2 separate regions of the Oryctolagus cuniculus genome follow, and region 1 is linked to region 2. Evidence: chromatin contacts called from public Hi-C data. All regions are on one chromosome and are shown on one strand. Each heading gives the region's core, a stretch centred on a gene start, on an enhancer-like site or on the middle of the called end of the contact. The rest is flanking DNA. Distances are from core to core; before and after follow the strand shown.

What was found. Hi-C and Micro-C count contacts between places; a contact is called where the count stands out from the background.
Region 1: a contact with region 2 is called in a Hi-C map of an unstated tissue, with 2.4 times the contacts expected there. The contact joins two enhancer-like sites. A contact is called at or near these places in 2 of 6 Hi-C or Micro-C datasets (ear pinna and an unstated tissue).

Annotation. Positions count from the first base shown.
Region 1 is chr15:85,318,064-85,323,761 of mOryCun1.1, reverse strand. RET (ret proto-oncogene) reads left to right here. Exons shown (of 20, transcript XM_051836896.2): 20 at 1-335. Among named protein-coding and RNA genes, the nearest start is that of CSGALNACT2, 16 kb to the right of the region's middle. Within about 2 kb of position 3,186, at least 5 of the 8 cell types and tissues checked have an H3K27ac peak or open chromatin away from gene starts, as enhancers often do.
Region 2 is chr15:85,144,130-85,149,883 of mOryCun1.1, reverse strand. No RefSeq gene overlaps it. Among named protein-coding and RNA genes, the nearest start is that of FXYD4, 16 kb to the right of the region's middle. Within about 2 kb of position 1,898, at least 1 of the 8 cell types and tissues checked has an H3K27ac peak or open chromatin away from gene starts, as enhancers often do.

The sequences.
Region 1 (5,698 bases), core at 1,937-4,436, 170 kb before region 2:
TGTGGCAGGTTTATTCTCAGCGGGATGAGAAGTCTGGGTCTTCCCGGCTGACCCAGTGTTGGGGAACAAACCCCTGACTAATAGTCCAGTTGTCTGCTCCTGAGTTATAGAAGTGTGCATCCTAACAGTCCCAGCAGACAAAATTCTGACCACGTAGATGCAGACTTGACTAAGTATCCAGTATTACTGAGTGTTAAGTAGTAACCAGTTACTGAAATTTGTAAAACCCATTATGCAAAGGTATTCAATCATACCCTGTTCACTTGGTTTTTTTTGTAATCAAGGTGACTAAGAAAACAATTTCAGTTGTGTAAATAAAATTATGTAACACAAAATGTGTCAGCTTTCTTTTCTCTGGAACTTCCTCCTTGCAAACTTCAGATTTCTGATGCTTCAGTGTTCCGTTGCAAGAATTAAAATGTTGCCAGAAACTCCTGATAGCTACTGGGGCCATCCACCGGTGGCCCAAGGGCTAGGGCTTCCTGCTGTCACTGGTTCGTCCCACATGACATGCACACATGCATGGGAATAGGCTGTCAGTTCAGCCAGCTCCACTGTTCAAGGAATTCCTTCCTTCAGCTTCTCTGCCGGGAATAAAACAGCAAACATCAGGTTTAGTAGTTTGCTCCCTGCTGATGGTCTTAAAAGGTTTTTTTTTTTTGTGAAATTATTTATTCGAGAGAAAGAAGAGAAAGAGTGAGAGAGAGTTCCCTTTCACTAGTTCTATCCCCAAATACCCGTAACAGCCCGGGTTGGCTTAGCTAATATGGGGAGCTGGGAAATCAATCCAGGTTTCCCTGTTTAATGGCAAAGCACTCTTTTTTTTTTTTTTTTTTTTTGGACAGGCAGAGTGGATAGTGAGAGACAGAGAGAAAGGTCTTCCTTTTGCCGTTGGTTCACCCTCCAGTGGCCGCCACGGCTGGCGCACTGTGGCCGGCGCACCGCTCTGATTCGAAGTCAGGAGCCAGGTGCTTCTCCTGGTCTCCCATGGGATGCAGGGCCCACGCACTTGGGCCATCCTCCACTGCCTTCCCGGGCCACAGCAGAGAGCTGGCCTGGAAGAGGGGCAACCGGGACAGAATCCGGTGCCCTGACCGGGACTAGAACCCGGTGTGCCGGCGCCGCAAGGTGGAGGATTAGCCTATTGAGCCGCGGCACCAGCTAATGGCAAAGCACTCTCGACACTTGAGCCATCACCACTACTTCCCAGGGTCTACATTAGCAGGAAGCTGGGGGCAGGTACTGAACCAAACCCAGGTCCTTCAACACGGAACACAGCAGTAACCACTGGGCTGAATGGATGCCTGTTATTTTGTGTTTGATTGCTTGGAACAGAGAGAGTGTAAGATGTGTTCATTACCAATGAAGTTCCATCAGAAGTGAGAGGGAGTTGCCGGCACTGTGGCAGAGTAGGTTAAGTATCAGCCTACAGCACTGGCATCCCGTGTGGGTGAGGGTTCAAGTCCTGATCCAGCTCCGCTTCTGATCCAGCTCCCTAATGATGGCCTGGGAAAGCAGAGGAAGGTGGCCCAAGTTCTTGGACCCCTGCACCCGCATGGCAGACCCCGAAGAAGCTCCTGGCTCCTGGCTTTGGATAGACCCCACTCTGGCTGTTGCAGCCATTTGGAGGGGTGAATCAGCGGATGGAAGACCTCTCTCCCTCCCTCTGCCTGCAACTCTGCCTTTCAAGGTAAATAAGTAAAGCTTAAAAAAAAAAAAAAAAAAGGAAGGCTCTGCCCCGAGTCGCTGTGAAACCTAACTTACTGCTGCTGTGGATGCCTTCCCATTGGGCTTTGTCAGATTGCGTGATACTTCCTGTAGTCCTTGGCAAGGAGCAGCCGGGTCACTTGGCAAACACTGGTTGTTACCGTCACCAGTCTGATGTGTGGCCACAGTGCAGTGGATGCTGAGCACCTGTTTTCTTTCCAGGGGACAGAATGTCACCTGGGCGCATGGACAGGGGCTTTTGTGTTTGCATCACCAGCCAGCGAGGCCACCCCTGGCCCTTGGTGTCTACTCATGGCTCTGCAGACTGCAGAAGCTGGAGATAAGGTGTGTGTTCAGCTTCCCAGTAGTTTGGGCAACACTTCTGCTGCTAACGGCTCCTCACTGCTGACTGTGTTTCACATCTCGGGCCAGTTACCTGCTGCAGCCTTAAGCTCTGAGTATATAGGAGCCCAGGATGCGAAACACTGGTGCTAAGAGCCCCCCCTTTTTTTAAAGAACAGAACTTCCATTAGGAATATTTATGTATATTTTTAGAGATTTATTTTTTATTTATTTGGAAGACAGAATTACAGAGAGAGGTAGAAACAGAGAGAGGTCTTCCATTGCTGGTTCACTCCCCAGATGGCCGCAACAGCCAGAGCTGCACCAATCCAAAGCTAGGATCCAGGAGCTTCTTCTGGGTCTCCCACATGGGTGCAGGGGCCCAAGCACTTGGGCCATCTTCCACTGTTTTCCCAGGCCATAGCAGAGAGCTGGATCAGAAGAGGAGCAGCCAGGACTGGAACCGGTGCCCATATGGGATGCCGGCACTTCAGGCCAGGGCTTTAACCCGCTGCACCACAGCGCTGGCCCTATGTTTTTGCTCTTTTTTTTTCCCCCAGAAACAACACATTTTCTGCCAACCTCCACAAAGGAGGCCTGGCCACCACGAAGCCAGCTAATATTTGGGTGAGAATCCAGTTGACCATGTTTAAGAGCAGGGCTTGTTTGAATACTTTATGTACAAAGGAAAATTCAGAAGGGCGAGGCAGATTTCCTCCAGTCTAAAGGAAGCGTTTCTTCTCTCTGACTCCGGTGCCTGTTCACATGCAGAATATTCTATTGCCTCTGCAACTGGAGGGTGGTTCTAGGCACACCTAAGAAACCCTCAGAGCTTGGGTGTCCCTGTCCCGTCTGGGTGGTGGCAGCCTGGGACAGAACTTTGCAGAGCCTTCTACCACTCTGGGGAGCTGGATCATCTTAGCTTGAGAGCCCAAAATGCCACCCCTGGATGTGGATCATTTTTCAAGTTGGGCAGGTAAGTGACTGCTGACACCTGTGAGGGTAACTTTGCCCTCCCCCCCCCCTCCTGCCCCGCCCAGAGTTACGGGGACAAACACTGCACACACCCAGAATAAGTCAGTTCATCCTTGCAGCTGTGGTTTGGAGTGCTGTGTCAAGTGACGAGATACTCTTGCAGCTGTTCCTGGGATGTGTTAAATGGCAGGACACGGCCAACCAAGATCTCTGGGCTGCAGCCCAGGCCCAAGAGCCTTGGCAGCAGTGGCTGCTGAGACGTCATTGTCACAGGGAACCAGGCCAGGCAGCATGGAGACAGCCCGCAGCCCAAGGCCCGCCCAGCCACTGTGGCTGCAGGAGTCCCCGGCCACCCCAGCAGAGACCACAAACCCACATCCTTGCAAATGATGCTTAGCAATTCAAGTTTAAAAATAAGTGTCGACAGGCAAGGTAAGGAGAGTACATTCTGGGCTTAAAGAAAAAAAAAAGATCATGTTTTGCTGTTGGAAAAGGAAACAATTGATATTTCATACACAGTATTTGCCATGCAAACTGTCCATTTGTTAAATAAAAACAGGAAGTTCATTGTGAGTGTCTGAGTCTGTGTCTATCTTTGCCAAGGCTGTAAACAGTACCAGGGAGATCTGAGGGCTTTGTTAAGGCTCTCATTCCTCACCCGCACCCCTAACCTCCAAAGAAGGTGTCTCTGGGGACGTGGGCGGGACTGGTATGAGGCTGCCTGAGGCAAGCGATGGTGGCTGAAGGGTGGGGGGAGCCAGGCAGTGCCTGTGTCACCGCCTGTGTCCACAAGCCTCTCCCCAAGGACTCGGGACTTGCTCTGTGTTTTGTGCCTTTCTTAGGAGAACTTCAGGGAGCTCAGAAATTTTCCTAGAGATTCCGGCACAGGTCCTGAGACGGTACAGCTGCTGCATTGCTTGGATTCCCAGGGTCTGGGGGACTAAGTGAGATTATGGAAACTAATGGTTGTGTATTTATGAAGAGGCTTTCAGACAGAGCTCTCATCCACCAGTCCACGTGTGGATGCCTGAAACCACAGAGCCAAGTCCTGTAGATGACTACTCAGTGGCTCTCAAGGGGGTAGCTTATACATTGTGGATACAGTGTACATGTGATTCACGTCCTGAGTTGGTCACACTGCTCAGAATGGCACACAACTTAAAACTTAAGAATTGGGGCTGGTGCTATGACTTAGCAGGTAAAGCCGCTGCCTGTAGTGCTGGCATCCCATATGGGCGCCGGTTCAAGTCCCGCCTACTCCTCTTCTGATCCAGCTCTCTGCTATGGCCTGGGAAAGCAGTGGAAGACGGACCAAGTCCTTGGGCCCCTGCACCCGCATGGAAGACCCAGAGGAAGCTCCTGGCTCCCGGCTTTGGATTGGCGCAGCTCCGGCCATTGCAGCCATTTGGGGAGTGAACCAGTGGGTGGAAGACCTCCCTCTCTCTCTCTCTCTCTCTCTCTGCCTCTCTGTGTAACTCTGACTTTTAAATAAATAAATAAAACGTAGGAATCAGAGCAGGTGTTGTGGCACAGCAGGTTAAGCTACAGATTTGGTCGTCTGTGTCCCGTGTCGCAGTGCCTGGTTCAAGTCCCTGCTACCCTGTGCTGCTGATCCAGCTTCCTGCTAATGCACTTGGGTTCCTGCCACTCATGTGGGCGACCCAGATGGAGTGCCCTGGCTATTGTGGCCAACTGAGGGGTGAACCAGCAGATGGAAGATCTCTGTCTCTCCCTCTCTCTCTGTCACTCTGCCTTTCAAATAAATAAACACATCTTGCGGGGGGGCAGGGGGGGAACTCATGACATGTTTATTTTTGGAATTTTTTATTTAACATTTCCAGATTGCAGTTGACTGTGGGTAATTAAAACCGTGGGTAAGGGGAACTTCTTGAAGTCTTCAACTTTGTAAAAATAAACAGAGCCCATCCACGTGAGAACAAGCAGAAACTGTTCTGAAGTTGCTGTAGCAGAAGATTCAGCCAACAGCACTGGCTTTTAGCAGGGCTTTAGAGGCAGGCAGGGCGGGGCTGACGCCGTGATGTAGCAGGTAAAGTCACCATCTGCAGCGCTGGCATCCCATATGGGCAGTGGTTCGAGTCCCGGCTGTTCCACTTCCGATCCAGCTCCCTGACAATGTGTCTGGGAAAGCAGCAGAGGATAGTCCAAGTGCTTGGGCGAACCAGAAGAAGCTCCTGGCTCCTGGCTTCAGCCTGGCCCAGCCCTGGTCATTGTGGCCATTTGGGGAGTGAACCAGCATATGGAAGATTCCCTCTCTGTTTCTCTCTCTCCTTCCCTCCCTCCCTCCCTCTCTCACTGTAACTCTGACTTCCAAATAAATAAATCAATAAATCTTTTTTTAAAAAAAGGCAGGTAGAGGGATGGAAAAGCTTTATAGTAAAAAAAAACTGATTCGAGAGGAGATGGAAAGGCATTAGGAGTGCTGGCTTGGGAGGCTGTGGACGCTGAGGGTAGCTAGCACCAAGGTGTCTTATGTGATTAGTTTGGGGAACGTACTTGGCTTTCTCTGATTGGTTCTGAGCTGGCAATGGGCAAAAAAAAAAAAAGGAAGCAAGGAAGCTGGCAGTTCCTGACCAAGCCCTGACGTCCTGGGCCAGTTGTTGTGGACGCTGTGGTTTGGCTTCCTGTCCTGGCCACTGCGGAGGCTGTGGTCAGA
Region 2 (5,754 bases), core at 649-3,148:
TCTCCTCCCATGCACCTTGCTTACCTGACAAAAGCTCTGCCCCCCAAAGATGTCAGGAAGGTTTGCTCATGGCAGCAGAGAGATTTCTTCTGCCAATGACGAGTTACTTTGTGGTTTTGGCGTTTTTCTGCTTCCTTTTTTTCCTACTAAAAGTAGTATGGTGGCAACACTTCTGCAATATTCTGCACCCTGTTCTGCTCCCCCCTCCTCGCCACACGAGAGCACCCCCAGGTTCTGGAGTCCGTCCCAGCAGCCGCCACCCAACACCCAAGCCCCCTCCCACGCCCAGCCCCACCCACAGCTGCACCCTCCCCCATGCCCTGGGTCCTTTTCACTGCCAGTCCCCCAATGTCCTACCTCCCCATCAGTCTCCTCACACACCCAGGCCACCTGCCCACACTGGGAGCCACCCCTCCACCTGCCCACACGCACACCTGGCTCTCCTCCCCATGCCCAGACCCCTTCCCAGGCCAGAACTGCCCCTTCCAAGGCCTTGGGGGACAGCAAGGTGGTTACTGAGCATGGACCAGGCACCGCACAGGACAAGAAACACCTGCACGTGGGAGAAACACTTGATGAGATTTTCCTGAATTTGACAGCATTCAAAACCTTTACAAGAGATTCCCAATGACAAATGGTGAGGCTGATTCCTAAGCTATCAGTTTAAAAAGTTAAAACTAAATAAATAAAAAGTGAAGCCACGTGGGAAGCCCATTTATCTTCCACGTTTCCATAGACATTATTCTCTTGTTCTAAATCACTACTGTCTTATGAAGCAGGGATCACGACTCACAGCTAATTGTTACCTTTCAAATTAATTACGTGACAAGCAATTAACCTCGAATGTGTGGGGCTGCTGTTGTGGCGCAGTGAGTTAAGCCGCTGCCTGTGATGCCAGCATCCCAAATAAGCACCGCTGGTTGAGTCCCGGCTGCTCCACTTCTGATCCAGCTCCCTGCTGATGCACCTGGGAAAGCCGTGGAAGACGGCCCGATTGCTTGGGCCCCTGCACCCCTGTGGGAGACCCAGTTGGAGTTCCTGGCTCCTGGCTTCCACCTGGCCCAGCCCCGGTTGTTGTGGCCATTTGGGGAGTGAACCAGCAGCTGGAAGATATCTCTTTCTGTCTCCCCTCCCCTCTATAACTCTGCTTTTCAAATAAAATAAATAAATCTTTAAAAATTTAAAAATGAAATATGTGACTCTTTGGAATTTTACTTTGTGCTTTCAAATTTGCAATTGGTTTTGCCTTCCTAGCATTCTAAATATAGACTTTCAGACAAAATTTTCTATATTCAGGGGCCAGCACTGAGGCGTAGCAGGCTAAAGCCGCCGCCTGCAGTGCCTGCATTTTATATGGGTGCTGGTTCCAGTCCCGGCTGTTCCACTTCCAATTCAGCTCTTTGCTATGGCCTGGGAGGGCAGTGGGGAACGGCCCAAGTCCTTGGGTCTCTGCACCCACATGGGGGACCTGGAAGAAGCTCCTGGCTCCTGGCTTTGAATCAGCACGGCTCCAGCCATTGTGGCCATTTGGGGAGTGAACCAGTGGATGGAAGACCTCTCTCTCTCTCTCTCTCTCTCTCTCTCTCTCTCTCTCTCTCTCTCTCCCCCTCTCTCCCTCTCCCTGCCTCTGCCTCTCTGTAACTCTGCCTTTCAAATAAATAAGTAAATCTTTAAAAAGAAAAATCCTTTCTCTCTGCCTCTCTCACACTGTCCACTCTGCCTGTAAAAAGAAAAAAAAAAAAGAAAGAAAAAAAGGAAAATCCTGCATTCACAGCTCTGTGTTCTTGTCTTAGCACTAACCCCCTCCCCCACTTCAGTTCCCACTTATGGGTCTTGCCCTCCTGCTGGGGCAGGTGTCCACTCTGAGGGACACTCGTGGGTCCTGCCCTCCCGCTGGGGCGGCTGTCCACTCTGAAGGACACTTGCGGTCTTGCCCTCCCACTGGGGCGGCTGTCCACTCTGAGGGACACTTGTGGTCTTGCCCTCCCACTGGGGCGGCTGTCCACTCTGAGGGACACGCTGGGCTCATCGCTGCCAGGTGCCCCAGCTGTACCACATCCAGCTCCAGAGCCAGAGCTTGCTGACTGCCTTCCACAAAAGGGGCCGAGACCCACGCAGCCCGCTCTGCCCTAGCGCCCCAAGAACGCTGGAGATTCCTGCTCCCCACCGCTGGCGACAAGGAGAGAAAAACAGCAAACCCCACCCGTGCCTCAAGGAAAAACTGGTTCTCCGCCTCCAGACCCTCAGCGTGGAAAATTCCAGTGCTGATCACTGGGAGTTGATATATTAATATTTTACTAGCTTATGAAGAACTTGTATTCAAAGAACAGTTCCCAAGAATTTATACATTAAATTACCAGTCATTTTAATGTTATGTTACAGAAAGGGGGGGGGGGCAGGAAGCAGCTTTTAATTGAACTTGATTGGATTTTTTTCCCTGTTGTTTACTAAATTCCAGCTTCTTCAATAGGTCTTTTTAGTTTGGTAAATACTGCTTTGAAGTACTTGTTATTCTATTTGTAGCCCAACTGAAGGGGACTAGTAACACTAGCTCCCATTGTTTATTGGTGAAGCAGAATAACAAATGATTATACAATGTTGCTGGGGGCGAGGGAGAAGGAAGGCTTTGTCAAGCTCAGATTGCATTTGTATCCAGAATTCCAGGGGCCACAGGTTCAACGAATAACTGAACAAACTTCTGAAAACTAAGGCCATCCATCATTGCAGCCTACATTAACAAACAGCACTCAGACTTGCTAACCACCACTGGCTTTCCATTCTAACGCTGGAGCAATAAAAGCATTCTTCCATCCTGCTGCTACCACTAGGAGCTCTCCTTACCAGATACTTAACCTCATTACGACTAACTTATTTTGATAAAGATGTAGATAAAGAAGTTTGGTGGAGAGACGTTTCTTGGAATGAGGGCCAGGGGTGCAAGATAAGAAACCTTTTTCATAAATTACACTCTAATCTAAAATCTGGGTATGTATTTGACTTCATCAGATCAGTTTAACTGGAAAAAAATGACAGAGAAATTTACAACCAACAGGCGTGGCTCTGGAATGTTTTAAAGGCTTGTTTCTGTCACTGCCTTTAAGAAGCGGCCTCTCCACCCCAGCACTCGGCATCCTCCCACCCATCAACCAATGCTGGAGGTGTAGAGGCAGACCCAGAGCTCCCATCGGAGGGTTCACTTCCCCAGTAGGACTGGGCTGGGCTGAAACAGGAGTTGGGAACTCAGTCCGATTCTGCTATGTGACAGGGGCCCAACCACCTGCTGCTTCCCTGGGTCCATAATAACAGGAAGCTGGCTGGATCAGGAGCAGTCAGGACTCCAACCCAGGCACTAGGATGTGGGATGCGGGCATCCTGATATCTAGTGGTTACCTTAGCCGCCAACACACACCCTAGGGTGTGGCACAGTGAGTTAAGCCACTGTTGTGAAACCAACTGTTGCAGGTATTTGGGGAATGAACCCGCAGGAGGAAGATCTGTTACTGTCTCTCTGTTGTCTCTCTGACACTCTACCTTTCTGGATGGAGCTCTGGGACCAGCCACAGATTTGGGGAGTGAGCCAACCTCTCGCTCCCTCTCTTTCTTTTTCTGTCTCTCTCTGTCACTCTCCCCTTCAAAATTCAATCTTGGGGCTGGTGTTGTGGCATAGTGGGTTAAGCCACCGCCTTTGAAGCCAGCATCCCATAGGAGCACCAGTTCGAGTCTCAGCTGCTCCACTTCCTATCCAGCTCCTTGCTAAAGCTCCTGGGAAAGCAGCAGAAGATAGCCCAGGTGGCTAGGCTCTGCCACCCAAGTGAGAGACTAAGATGAAGCCCCTGGCCTCAGCCTGGTCCAGCTCTGACTGTTGCTGTCATTTGGGGAGCGAACCAGCAGATGGAGGATCTGAGGTTCTTTAAGTTTTATGTATTTATTTATTTATTTGAGAGACAGAGTTACAGACAGAGAGGCAGAGAGACAAAGAGATCTTCCATCTGCTGGTTCACTCCCTACATGGCCACAACAGCCAGAGTTGAGCCAATCTGAAGCCAGGAGCCAGGAGCTTCTTCTGGGTCTCCCATGCAGGTGCAGGGGCCCAAGCATTTGAGCCATCTTCTACTGCTTTCCCAGGCCATAGCAGAGAGCTGGATTGGAAGTGGAGCAGCCGGGACTCGAGCCGGCACCCATATGGGATGCCAGTGCTGCAGGTAGAGAGGCTTAGCCTGCTACGCCCCAGCGCCAGCTCCCCCTTCTCCCTTTCTTAACTGCCTTTCAGATCGATAAATCTCTAAAAATATATAAAATAAAACAGACACACACACATCAAGGAGAAGTATTTAATTTTAAATGTCTACAAACTTGGTGAACCATCGAAGTGGTGACTTTACACGTGTTAACTGTTTGTGGACTGACTCATATCTCAACCAGGCTGTTCTAAACTCACGTTAAAAAGGAACCACTTGTGGTTTTATAAGGAGAGTGGCGCTAGGGCCGGGCCCTCCTGCTGTGAGTCACACCTCCGCCTCTGGCCTCTCAGTTCCTCATCCTCACGCGGGAGCAGTGGGGCTTCCCATGCGTGCTCAACACGCCCTCCCTGGGGCCCAGTGCTCAGGGAACACACAGGTCGGGCACTGCACTGAGGGCACAGAGGGAAGGGGGCGGTCTCCATAGACTGATATGGGCAGTGAAAACCAGGCCTTTAAGAACAAGATGGCCAGCACTGTGGCACAGCAGGTAAAGCTGCCACCTGCAGTGCCAGCATCCCATATGGGCACTGGTTCCAGTCCCGGCTGCTCCACTTCTGATCCAGCTCTCTGCTGTGGCCTGGGAGGGCAGTGGGGAACGGCCCAAGTCCTTGGGCCCTGCACCTGTGTCAGAGACCTGGAACAAACTCCTGGCTTCTGGCTTCGGATCGGCACAGCTCCAGCCATTGTGGCCATTTGAGGAGTGAACCATCAGATAGAAAACCTCTCTCTCTCTGCTTCTCTGTAACTCTTTCAAATCAATAAATAAATCTTTTTAAAAAAATTTTTTAAAATAAATGTAAATGGCCGGCGCCACGGCTCACTAGGCTAATCCTCCACCTGCGGCGCTGGAACCCCGTGTTCTAGTCCTAGTCGGGGCACTGGATTCTGTCCCGGTTGCCCCTCTTCCAGTCCAGCTCTCTGCTTTGGCCTGGAAAGGCAGTGGAGGATGGCCCAGGTCCTTGGGCCCTGCACCCGCATGGGAGACCAGGAGGAAGCACCTGGCTCCTGGCTTCAGATCGGCGCAGTGTTCCGGCCGTGGTAGCCATTTTGGGGGGGTGAACCAATGGAAGAAAGACCTTTCTCTCTCTCTCTAACTCTGTCAAAAAATAAAAAATAAAAAAATAAAAAAAGTAAGCAAAAAAAGGTGCCAGTGATAAAACCACACCAAAGGCTAAGTCACTTTGATGATCTTTTGCTAATTATAAGGTCATCATAAAAACAAATAAGTAAAAATCATGGCTAACACGCACCTGACACCAGGACAACGTTATGATTTCCAAAACAGGACAAGGAGACGCAAGGTAGTAAACCCCGGCCCCAAACTCCACACCTTAAGAATGTTCCAGTAAACCCTGCCCAGCCACCGCTCCCTGCCCTCCAGAGCACACAGTGGGCTGGACCCGCGGCTCCTTGGGTGCAGCTGTCCTGAGCCTGTGCACTCCTGCAATGCACGCTTCCACTTTGCCTGCAAATCAGTGTTGCTTCTCCGCTGAGCTGCACCTACAGCGGGTCC